Regions from separate parts of the Arachis hypogaea genome. Here region 2 is linked to region 1. The links are chromatin contacts, called in public Hi-C maps. All regions are on one chromosome and are shown on one strand. The core of a region is the stretch at or near the end of the contact, and the rest is flanking DNA. Distances in the headings are between cores, read along the strand shown. Region 1 holds the start of LOC112715148 (ATP-dependent RNA helicase DEAH12, chloroplastic). Region 2 has its middle 31 kb from the start of LOC112719522.

Evidence for each region. Hi-C and Micro-C count contacts between places; a contact is called where the count stands out from the background.
Region 2: a Hi-C map of leaf shows a contact between it and region 1, with 2.5 times the contacts expected there. The contact joins the enhancer-like site here to the promoter of LOC112715148 in region 1. A contact is called at or near these places in 2 of 8 Hi-C or Micro-C datasets (both in leaf).

The regions. Positions count from the first base shown.
Region 1 is chr10:10,971,177-10,977,926 of arahy.Tifrunner.gnm2.J5K5, forward strand. LOC112715148 (ATP-dependent RNA helicase DEAH12, chloroplastic) reads right to left here and starts at 1,874. Exons shown (of 3, transcript XM_025766910.3): 1 at 616-1,874; 2 at 1-55. The coding sequence starts at 1,521.
Region 2 is chr10:11,054,562-11,060,872 of arahy.Tifrunner.gnm2.J5K5, forward strand. No RefSeq gene overlaps it. Among protein-coding and RNA genes, the nearest start is that of LOC112719522, 31 kb to the right of the region's middle. Within about 2 kb of position 4,235, at least 2 of the 3 cell types and tissues checked have open chromatin away from gene starts, as enhancers often do.

The sequences.
Region 1 (6,750 bases), core at 624-3,123:
ACTGTACCAGCTGAGTACTCTTTCCAGAACCAGTCTCTCCAACCAATACCGTTATCTGTTTAAACACAACACTAGTAAGAGCAACCCCAAATCACAAGAGATATATAAGCCTCAAAAATAAAAAATTATGTATAGAACTTTTAATAAAAAACTGAAATTTGCAAAAATTTCGCTTTTAAATAGCAAGTTCACTTTAGACTGTAATTTCCTCAAACGAAAAATTCTAAACAGGAAACAGGAGACTACACTAGCCAATGCTCCAAAAATCGCTCCTTTCTTTCCTTTATTTTCCGCACAAAAACGGCTTCCGTAACTGCAGTTGCCATTTTAAAATCACAAAAAAAAAATACACACATTATGATTTATCTATTTTTTCCCTAGTCCTCCTCAAACATAAGTGCAAACTAAAATTTTAAAAATTCACTTCTTTTTTACGATTATGCTATGTAAAAAAAACTCTTAGCTACCAAATCAACATAGAATAAATGTTATAATATAAAATACACATTGAAAATGAGTTTAATATATGTATCCACAAATACGTGATGGATGTTTTTTTTTTTTTTTTGTGCATGTAGCATTTCTTTTGATTCTGAAATTTCTAGAGTAAGATACCTGCTGATGATGAATGTCGTGAAGAATATCCCTCCGGTAAGCGTAAATTGGCAAACCCTCCTCAAGTCTACGACGCTCCCTCATAATAATACTGTGAACCCTCTTCCAATTCAACCTTCCATCAAACCTAAACACAGCATCATAATCATAATCATGATAATAATAATTACCAGTAACCCCTTCATTCCTTTCCTCATCAACACCACCCTTCTCTTCTAGAAGCTTCAGTAGGCACTCCATGGCGCACCGAAATTCCCTCACCCTCCGTTCCACCAGATTTTTCTCTTCCTCAAACCTTTTCTTATTCTCATTCATCTGAAAAAATTCCCCAACTTGATAATGTTTGTTCTTCTTCTGTGGCTCCATACCCGCGATCTCCTTCGTTAATCGCTCACTCTCCCCTTCCCAACGCTTCAATTCCTTCGCTTCTTGCATGAGACTCTTCACGTGACGCGCGAAGACAGCGCGTAGCCGAGAATAGAGTTCGTCCTCGTCGGAAGGGACCATCACATTGGACTTCAGCTCCGGAGTTAGGTCGTGCATGCCGTCGAGTCGCGTTTCCCAGAGATACGCAACGGCGTTGAGCGTGTCCACCCACTGAAGGAAATTGAGGATCGCCGCATCGACGGTGGACGAGGAACGGCGGTGGTAGTTATGGTCGGAGGAATAGGGCAAAATTGAGAAAGATTGTGGTTTGGAAGGGCACTGGGAGATGATCGAGTTTATGAGGTCGCGGCGGAGATGGCGGCGGCCGCGGCGGAGGTGGAGAACAAAATTGGGAGCCTGGAAGGCGATGGGATTTGGAGGTCCCGGCGGACGGTAGTGGTTAGGGTGAAAATCGATTGGCTTCGAGAAGTGGCGGCGAAATGGCGGTGGCTGACGATGGTTGTAGTCAGGGTGATGCATGGTGGCGTTGGGATGGTAGAATGTTTTCTTCTTTGAGAGGAAGATGATGAAAGAAAGAAAAATAAAAACCCTAAAACCTGAGGGAAGAAGAAGAAGACCGTGTTTAGAGAAAGGGAAATTGGGGGGGAGTCAAATGCTTAGTGGTTATGGGAGTTTTTGTGTTTTGTGTGTGTATGTGCACAGTGCATTATGTTGTTCAGTTGTTGGTCTTCACTCTTCCGTCGTGTCAGCACTCGCAATATATAGTAATTATTATATTGCTTCTCTCACAAGTCTGAATGAACATGCCTTTTGACCTTAGTAGTCTTTCAAATTTAGGGTTTTTGTCCATTTACTTTTTTCGGATTTTAACTGCATTATAATAGTCTGAGATAGAGTATATGAGAATTTAGGGATGGCAAAAACCCTGCGAGGTGGGTATCCACGGATATTTTGCTGCCGAGAGTAGTTATGGGAACAATTTTGTATCTCCAAAAATAAAGATGGAGTTTGTATAACATACGGGATAAAGACGGAAATAGAGGTTTTTACTAACTGTTTAATCTCTATATATAAAAAGTCTAAAATACTCTCTATTATATATATATTATATATTATATAGGGTAATTTATGTTTTTAAATTATTTCAACTTCAAATTTACGCAAACGCATTGTTTTAAAAATAGTTACGCAAATACGTTGTTTCATTATATTATATAAATCGCTACTGTCAGTAGCGGTTTATAATTGCACAGAAATCGCTAGAGCCTGCAGCGGATTCTGTTTATTTATGGTTCTTCATAAACTGCTGCTGCCAGCAGTGGTTTATGTTTGTTGAAATGCGTGCATAAACCGCTGGTGGCCATAACGGTTTACGTGTATTCTGTGTCATTGGGTTTCCTATATAAACCATGGAGGGGCCAAATGTGGAGAGGTGGAGTGTTATTCACAAATGGATGGGGAGGATAGTTTTGTGGCTCTGGTCCATTGCTCTGGAAAAATTCAAAAGAGCAAACGCCACGGTGTGAAATTCACAGATAGAGAACCGGTTAGTATTTTTATTCGATCTTCAAGTACATTGGCAGAGATTAAGCTCAGCATACTACAGAAGCTCGGTACCTGTGGTACGAAGCAGAGCAAAATCTGAATAAAAGTGTGCACTGCCCATCTGATCATCTACATCCATAGTCATCGTAGGTGTAAAAGACTGAGTGAATGTATCGCCTGCAGTCTCAGTCCCCGTGGTCCCACTAACTCCACCACCGAACTGGGTAGCACCCTCATGACCCCGACGTCTGGCACTAGACCGGCGAACACGGTGACCGCCCACATCAGCAGCCTCCCCTCCTGCGTCATCCTCGTGCAGCATATCATATATCCATCGCCACTCTCGACCGGACTCACGAGGACCAACACGACGGCGTCTCTCAACACGGCGGTTATCTGGCATATGAGGAAGTTGTGATCTGCGTGGGACCTGTGACGAACCTCTCTGTAATGCCTCCTCAGGTATCTCGGTGCCCCTGGGATCCGTGAATGCAGCCCCTGGGCTAAGGAACCTATGAGCCCCGCGGTACCACCAATCTAAGTAATCCGCTGATGGACCCGGATCTGCCACACGCTCAATAGAAATGACTGCATCAAGTCTGCTCCCCTAGTGTAAATGCCAGTCCCGATAGTAATGGAGGAACCACCTATCTCCTCCCCTTCCATCCTTAGCATGCAGCCAGTCTATGTTCAAAGCGTCATCGGGGATATGCTGCACTCCCACCAAGCTGTGGGACAACCCTATCAACCTGATGCCACTCAATGACAGCAAAGTATATCAAAGAAGTGACTGCTCGCCAGATGCGAGAATGCTCCTCTGTAAGTATCTCTGGATGGACCACAGCAAGGCAACCACTCACAGTCTCCCCATCGACAGGCAACCCAAGCTGAAAAGCCACGTCCTGCAATGTCACTGTGCACTCTCCAAAAGGCATGTGGAACGTGTGCGTCTCAGGACGCCACCTCTCAACGAACGCACTAACCAATGGCTCATCCAACCAGAACCAATGGCTGTTTAGCCTGGCCAAATGGTACAATCCAGCCCTCTCTAAATACGGGATGATCCTATCATGTATGGGCATATTCTGTTGCCGTCTCACACTGTATATACACCTAGTGGGCTGCAAAAAACAGCACAATAAATGCAGGATACAATTAAATTCTCCAATCCATAACGAAATTCCCTATCTAATAATAACACATATCTTAAAAATGTCAACAAATTTTTGACCGGTAAACAAATTAATCCCTAAAACCTATAAATAAGTAGTCAATAAACCAGCAAAATTAATTTGTAAAATACTTACTACAATAGCACAAATGACAACAAACTTAACTTATTAGATAACACCCACAATTATAAAAGTATTACAAATCTTAAACAATAAAATTCCAAAAAAAAAAATTCTTTATATTCTAACCTTCATACTATTTTTAAAACTAAAAGGAACTAATCTATAAAATCCGTATGTGCTTGCGTTCATATCATTTTTTCTAGCTAAAAAATTGCTAAGCCTAAAAAAATGCCAAAATAATTAACTAACCTCGTCACCAATGGAACCGGCAACATGCGCAACACCGTTCAGTCGGTACATGCTTCTTCTGTCTTCTGCCATGATATCCCGCCGGAAGTCGCAGCTCAAATACCTCGGACCCCCTCTCAACTTGCTCTGACCTCTCTCTAGAATTTCCTCTCTCTAGAATTTCCTCTCCCAACCTCCAATTGCATAATCCGCGGCTGGCTCAGCGGTTTATATAGTCATGCATACTTAACGTAAACCGCTATAGCCTCTAGCGGTTTACGCACACATCCCCACGCACATAAACCGCTGCTGGCAGCAGCGGTTTATGACCAACTTCTCTCAAACATAAACCGCGATGGGCTGCTGCGATTTCCATGCTACACTTTTTGAACAGAATCCGCTGCAGGCTCTAGCGGTTTCTGTGCAATTATAAACCGCTACTGCCAGTAGCGGTTTATATAATATAGTGAAACAACATAATTGCGTAACCATTTTTGAAACAATGCATTTGCATAAATTTGGGGTTGAAACAATTTAAAAACGTAAATTGCCCTACTATATATGAGATTGGAAGTTAACTATAATTGTCACTCTCAAAATTTAAACTCTTCAGACTTTTTATCCTCAAACCCTCAACCTTTCCTTTCATGAACGCACGCACAGTCACCACCGCCGACCTCCACCTTCCAACCCCTCACCACCACCTTCCACCCCCTTTAGTCCCTCATCGCCACCTCTCGAGGTCACCATCACGCTCATCGCACCAGGGAGTGCGTCCTTGAGTCCTCGCCGTCTTAGGGTGTTTGTCATTTTCGCCGTATTCGCGTCAGAGCGTCTTCTTGTCGTCGCATCTTCACCGGTCGTCGCGTCTTTGCCGGTCTCGCGGGTAAATCACCGGCCTTCACTGGTCTTTGTTGGTCTGCACCTCTTTTCTGTTGGGTAAGTCGGTTCTGTGAAGTGTGAACTCTGAAATTTTCATTATTTACTTTGATTTTGATTTCTGAAGCATTTGTTATAATTCCTGGAGTTACAGTAATTATAACTTATATTTCTGATGTTGACTCTGATTTTTATTATTTATGTGATTCTTTGTGGATTCTGTGATTTATGTAATTTATGTGTTTATGTTATAATTTTTTATTCTGATTCTTTGTTAGTTACAATAGCAGTGTTATAATTTTTGTGAGTTAGATTAATTATAATTATAATTATAATTTATATTTGTGATTTCTGTAATTTATGTGTTTTTTGTGATGTGTGTGATTTAATTTTTGTGATTTTCTGTGAATTGTTCTATATATTATTCTCTGTATTTTTATTTATGTGATTTATTGTGGATTGTTGTGTGTATGTGATTATAGTTTTGTTTTGTAATTTTATAGAATGTCTTCCTCTGATGCATCGAGTAATTCAGCTTAGAAAATAACTTAGAAAATAAAAAAAAATATTGGAAAGTCTTCATTAACTAATTCTTGATTTATTTTATGATTTTAACTTTTAATTGTATTCTTTTTTTTATGTAGGATTCAAACAAATCGAAATCTACCATCACTACCACTACATCATGAAAAAGGTTTGAGAATTTTTCAATGTGATGAATTATGTTTTGTAATTTTTCGATATGTTTGGTACTTTAGATATTTTATGGATATGTTTGATACTAAATGTTTGTTGTTGTTAATGTCTTTGAAGATTATGGACATCAGGACATGATGTTTGTAATGACAACAGAGGATTATTTAGTTTTTTTTATTTTTTTTATTTTTTAATTTTTTTAAAAATCTGTAGATATCTGTAGAGTTTTTGGTCTCCGGCGAATATGGGATCTCCATTATTCATCGTGGAGACGATGCGGGACAGAGACTGAATATGGAGGCGGAAGGCGAGGATGAGGGACATGTCCCCACCCTGTGGGTACCTGTTGCCATGTCTATCTGAGATTGAGTTTCAAATACTATAGTGATTTCTAGATTCACGCTAACTCATTCCGGCACTCTTTGTTACATTGGATTAGTGTGAAGAAACAACGTTTTTGTTTGACATCCAATGACAACCAAAAGGAGATTGTTTGTGTTTGATCATAATGTACAGAAAATATTTTAGATTTCCACCAGAATTAAAGTGGCCTCATTTCGATTGTTATTAGACGTTAAATGAAGATGTCATTTCACACCAAACGAAAATAAAAGTGTTAGATTATTCTTATATTTGCTGAATTAGTGCCAAAAAAGAATTAAAAAACTACTATATTGTATGAACTCAATCTTCGAGACTACTAAGGTGCAATTAAAATTTAGAAGACCAAATTAATAAAAATTGTAAATATAAGGGATCATTATGCAAATTTAATTGAGAAATATCTTTCTCTTACTTGTTTTACTTTGCCTAAACTATTACAAACTTTTATTGTTAATAAAAATAATTTCAAAAGAGAATAATAATAATAATAAATAACTTTTCTAAAAATAATTAAAATATTATTATTTTATTTCTATAGATAGAAATATTGATTAACAAACATTAATGTTAATGATAAGGTAACAATAAAGACAACTATTAAAACAAATATCATTCGTTATAATTATGATTTTGATTGATCTAAAGATTTTGTTTTAAATACAAATTAGAACAATGAAATGAGTAAGGTAAGGACGAACAAATATAAAAAATAAATACTTGT
Region 2 (6,311 bases), core at 2,985-5,484, 86 kb after region 1:
GGACTCTGGTGCCACTCATCATATGACTCAAAACGAGCAAAATCTGATGAACAAAGCAACGTATAAAGGATCAAAGGAGGTGATTGTTGGAAACGGCACAGGTTTGCACATTAATCTTGTTGGAAATGCTGTTGTAAATTCTGATTTGAGCTCTAAATCTTTGATTGTTCATAAGTTGCTGCATGTGCCAAATATAACCAAGAATTTGCTAAGTGTTTACAAATTTTGTTGTGATAACAAGGTCTTTTTTGAGTTCCATGACTCTGGTTGCTGTGTTAAAACACAAGATTCTAAAGAAGTTGTCCTCAGAGGCATTGTTGATCGAGAACTCTACAAATTTCTCAATTTCTCATTGGCTTCACCTAATGCACCTGCAGCCCTTCTTTCAAGTGTCATGCCTGACGATAAGGCTACCCTATGGCATGCCAGACTCGGTCATCCGTCTAATAGTGTCTTGTCTCATGTATTTAAAGATTGTAAACTCTCTTTTTCTATTTCAAATAAATCTGTCTGTCATGCTTGTTGTCTTGGCAAGTCGCATCAAATGCCATTTGCTCGCTCAAATTCAGTGTATACCAAGCCTCTTGAACTTTGTGTATTCCGATATTTGGGGACCAGCTCCCTCACATACTTGGATTTATCTGATCAAAACTAGAGCTCAGCTTAAATCAGTTTTGCATATTTTCAAAGTATGGTGAATTACAGTTAAATACCAAATTGAAGAGTTTTCAGAGTGATAATGTACTTGAGTATGTGAGTTTGTCTAAACAGCTGCAAGAAAAAGATATCACTCACAGGTTCACCTGCCCGCACATTCACCAACAGAATGGTTCTGCTGAGCGCAAGCATCGCCATGTGGTAGAAATGGGCTTAACTTTGCTTGCCACAGCCTCTATGCCGCTGAGATTCTGGGGTGATGCCTTCACCATTGCTGTTCAGCTTATTAATGCCCTGCCAACACCTATTTTGAGCAACAAGTCACCTACTGATGTTTTGTATGGCAGGCATCCGGCCTATGATCATCTCCGGATCTTTGGTTCCTTGTGCTATCCACATTTAAGGCCCTACAATCGGTATAAATTGGACTTCAGATTTGCCCCAGCTATGTTCATTGGCTATGGCACTTCACAAAAAGGTTATAAATGCCTTCTTGCCTCAAAGAGGGTGATTGTGACTCGAGATGTAATCTTTGATGAAACCAAGTTTCCCTTTGCTAGTTCCAAGTTCCTTAACTGTGGCTCTTCAACTGGTTCTAATTCGGACTCTCTGCCTGCGTCTACACCCTCTATCCCACTGGTTCCAATCATCCCACCTCGACCTCAACCTCCACCACCTGCACCATCCCCCTCGCCTACCCTTCCCTCCCAGCCCTCCTTCTTGCTCAGTATACCTTCTTCTGTTTTAGGCTGCTCATCAACCCTTGCTGCTCCCTCTACCATTCCCATCCCTATCCCAACCTTAGATATTGATATTATTCTCCCTTATAATCCTCCTCCGCCTATTCAGAATGTTCATCCCATGATTACTCGATGAAAGGCAGGCATCCGTAAATCTCGGGCTCTTCAGGTCTCTTTAGAACCCCGTACAACCAAACAAGCTCTTGCAGATCCTAATTGGAGAGCAGCCATGAATACTGAGTATGATGAATTGATCAGGAATTATACTTGGCAATTGATGCCATTTCCTACGAATAGAGAGGCTATTGGCTCGAAGTGGGTGTTTCGGGTTAAGTATAAACCTGATGGTTCTCTTGACAAGTACAAAGCCCGGCTCATTGCCCAGGGCTTTCATCAGCGTCCTAGTATGGACTATAAGGAGACGTTTAGTCCAGTAGTGAAGCCAACTACGATCCGGTTGGTTCTTTCACTTGCTCTCTCATGGTCCTGGCCAACTTGGCAGTTGGATGTGAATAATGCATTTCTCCATGGTGACTTATTTGAAGATGTCTATATGCAGTAGCCAAAAGGGTATGAGCAGGGTGACAGCTCCATGGTGTGCAAGTTGACTAAGGCGTTGTATGGTCTTAAGCAGGCACCTCAAGCTTGGTACACTAAGCTTATAGGGGTGTTGTAGGCACTTGGTTTCTCTCCTACTCGATCTGATTCCTCTTTGTTGACTCGTTTCTCCCCTACCTCTACCATTTTTATCTTGATATATGTTGATGACATTATCATCACTGGCAGTTCACAGTCCAAAATTAATGGTGTCATTCGTCAACTTGACTTTCAATTTGCTTTGAAAGATATGGGAGCCTTGCATTATTTTCTTGGCATCCAGGTCACTCGCTCAGCTGAAGAGGGCATCCTCCTTAATCAAGGGAAATATGTCCAGGATGTGCTTGTCAAAGCAGGAATGGCTGATTAAAAGTCATGTGCTACTCCACTTCCATCCACTTTCAAACTTTCGGCCACCGGCAGTGCATCCTTTAATGATCCATCCTTGTATAGAACTGTTGTGGGCAGCTTGTAATATCTCACAGTGACACGGCCTGAGATTGCTTATTGTGTCAATAAGGTTTGCCAATTCATGCATGCCCTAACTGAGGAGCATTGGCAAGCGGTCAAACGCATCTTGAGGTATTTACAGGCACTACTGACTATGGCCTGCACTTGCGACAAGCTGCTCCTTTGTCTCTCACTGCTTATAGTGATTCTGATTGGGGAAGTGATCCAGATGATCGCAAATCCACCAATGATATGTGTGTGTTCCTTGGCAATAATTTGATTTCCTGGACTTCGAAGAAGCAGTCCGTGGTAGCCCGTTCTAGTACCGAGGCTGAGTATCGATCCCTTGCCTTAGCTGTTGTCGAACTCATCTGGCTAAGGAAGTTGTTGGCAGAGCTTCGGGTCTTGTTGCCGAGCGTCCCTAAGATCTACTGTGATAATATGAGTGCAGTTTTGCTAGTTGCAAACCCCATTCTTCATTCAAAGTCCAAGCACTTTGAGCTTGATTTCCATTTTGTTAGAGATTTTGTCACCAAGAGTGTGCTCCAAGTTCATCACATTCCTGGCACTGCTCAATTGGCCGATGTCTTGACCAAGGTTGTTCCGTCCGCTAAGTTTCTGGCTTTTCGCAACAAACTCAAAGTTGAACTTCTTTCCTCTTTGAGTTTGAGGGGGCATGATAGTATAAGTGAAGAAGAGTAGTTAGTTATGTATTGCATCAGTAAGTTAGTTATAGTGCTAACTCAGCGTTAGGCTGTTATTGGAATTTGTTAGAGAGTCAGTTAGAATAACAACTCTATAAATAACAATATCTCTCTAATCAGTTCTGTCGTAACTGCATCATTCATACTTCAATATAGTTGAAAACTCTCTCTCTCTCTCTTTCTCTCTCTCTCTCGAACCAACAATTAGAGCACAAGGACCTGATACCTTTAAGGAGAAAGTCAGTTAGTTATTTTAATTTTATCTATTAGAGTTTTTTCTAATTTAATTTTTTGTACCTAATAATCAATTTTATATACAATTTTTTTGTTAGATGTAAAAAATCTAAATATCAATTAACAAACTCAACTGAAATTCTTATTTTTTTAAAAATGATTTGAAATTAGAAGGGATATGTTTAGTGTTGATATTTCTTCTTTTAAACTCTTTCTCTTCCCCTTTTTGTCGCTAAGAATAGTTGTGCCCCTAAAAAAAGTTTTCATTGTACATGTGACTTATGCGCTGATACATATAAAGTACAATATCACGAATAAGACACCAATTGCAGGTAAGATACTGCTTCATTAGTTTCCATTGTTAGATGAACCATGAAATAAAGCAAAAATGTTAATTTGGAATTTGAAGAAAAAGAGATATAGGTGAGTTAAAGATAAAGGATGAGATAATTTACGATTTTTTTTTAAAGTCAATAAAAATTTAGAATTTGGATATTTTTATCGTATAGAACCTATGGTTTATAGATATAATCTTGATTTTTTTGAGGATTTTTGTCCATTGTGAATACAAATAGTTTTTTTCTAAGTTATATTAAATTATTAACCTTCACCCGATGTTTTTTTGTGGTCATGAAACTTCACTCGGATTGTAAAACTTAAATCTTTCCCAGTGTTATCAAGCATTAGCTTTCAACGTTTTGACCAGAAGCATTAGCTTTCAACTATTTCTGTTTTTTTTTTTTTTTTTTTGGTCCACAGTGAGCTAGTCAACATTTTTGGTAAAGATTAAATGGTCCATTCAATTTGAAGACAGCAATGGGCATGATTAAAGCAAAGTCCATAAGCTTTTTCCTTTATGGGGTGAGAAAAGTCCCTAAGTTTATACAAACTAGGGCCTTAATCTTGTGGACAAAGAAGGTATGTCAGAAGTCGGAACACAAAAACACTATGAAGAATTGAAGATATACATCAGAAATAAAAAAAAAGGAAAAAATAGTATACTTTATGTTTGTACTTTGTAACACGTGGGGTAGATTTTAATTTGCTTCAAACGTTTAAATTGTGGCATTCATAATTAAATTAAAAACGAATTGATATTTGGTTTTAATTAATCCATGTGAGGATCTAGCATCCTTATTTATTATTTTTTTTTTACTTGTGGGACTCTACATCAATTTCAATCAATTGACCGACAATATGTCACTAAGTTTTAAAAGGAAATCTGTGTAACAATGTTGAAGAGTGATCACAATCATAAACCCAAAAGTTAGCAGAAACAAATTAGAGTAAATAATTAAATTAAATCCTTAAACCGTATACGTAATTTAAATTGGTGTATCAAATTTTAATTGAACTAGTGTATTTTTTGTGTCCGGTATAGAGTAATACATAAAATTATATAAATTTTTTTTATTAAAATTTAAATAAAAAATATCTATTGTAATTATTATTATAAATATTTTACAACACAAAAATATTAAAATAATTAATATTTGTTTTAATCAATTTGGATTGGTTGAATGACCATCTCTTTTGTCCGCTTAAATAAGTATTTGGAATTCGAATCTCATCATGTGTGTATAATAATCTATTAGTTAGCGATAGATCTTTAATAAATAGAGCATCAATATATGGTGGATTAGTCCTCGATTTGCCGAGTTAGGAAATTCGTAGAAAAAAATTATATTTGTCTTTAAAATAAAATAATTTTTTATTAATAGCAATACTTATGGACTTTTGTCTTTATTAAAATTTACATGGGACAATTTTATTTGTTGGTATCGTATTCATTCTTAAATTCAAAATAATATGATCAACATTGTTACTTGTTAAAACTTCACATTTTATGAAATGATTTTTAAATTTTTAAATTCATAAATTTATGTCATTACAAAAGTTATTAGATTGATTAATATTTTTTGATAACATGGTGTACTAAAACACTATCGTTGAGTATTAGTTAATGTAAAAAGAAACCAATAACAACTTTTATTATTCAATATAATTTATTCTATTAGAAAATAAATTAATATTTTCTAAACTTGTAAATACATTTTCTTCTAATTTCTTACACAATTTTATTTGACAATATTTATCATTAAAAAATAACAAATGACCATACTATCCTACAATATATATGATGTACAAAGTAATTTCTTATCTTAAAAGGAATTCTGGTTAGTGAGATAAAATTTAAAATATTTTTTAGTTTTCTACTCAAATTTAATTTTAAATTTAGAATTGATTAACAACTCATCTCTTTTTAATTTCAATAAAAAAATTAATTGGTTAGATGCAAAATATTCAACATTTAATAATTTCAATCATTTAAATATTAATTACCAAAAATTGAGTTAAAAATTAATTATAAGCTCAATAATCGATAATATATATTATATTAGTACGTAAATAATAATATCCAATGTATTGATTATTTATTTATTTTTTACAGAATTAATGTATAATCTATTGAGAATTGATTTATTATCCAAAATTCTTTTCATAAATTTTGTAATATGTGATAATAGTGATCTTATTTTTTATTATTATTTAAAAAATTCTTCATAATTTTTTAATTATGTAATTAACTTAATTAATAACCTTTATTATTATTTTTATACTATTTACATATTTTTTTACTACTAATAAATAAATAAGTATTTACACTATTTTACTTATTGTCTTAAATGATGACTTAAGTTACTTATTTTGTATGTTAAATAATATTTTGTGTGTTAAATTTATTAAATATTAAGATGAAAAAATTGTTCAATAAATTATACAAATAGTTATTACAGAAAAGAAAAAAATTATATATTACATATAATAATCCTTAATATATATAGTGTCATGTATATATTAAGATTATCTATTTTAATTATGTGAATGATTATTGTTATTTTTACTTTTTTGTTACATTAGAAAATAA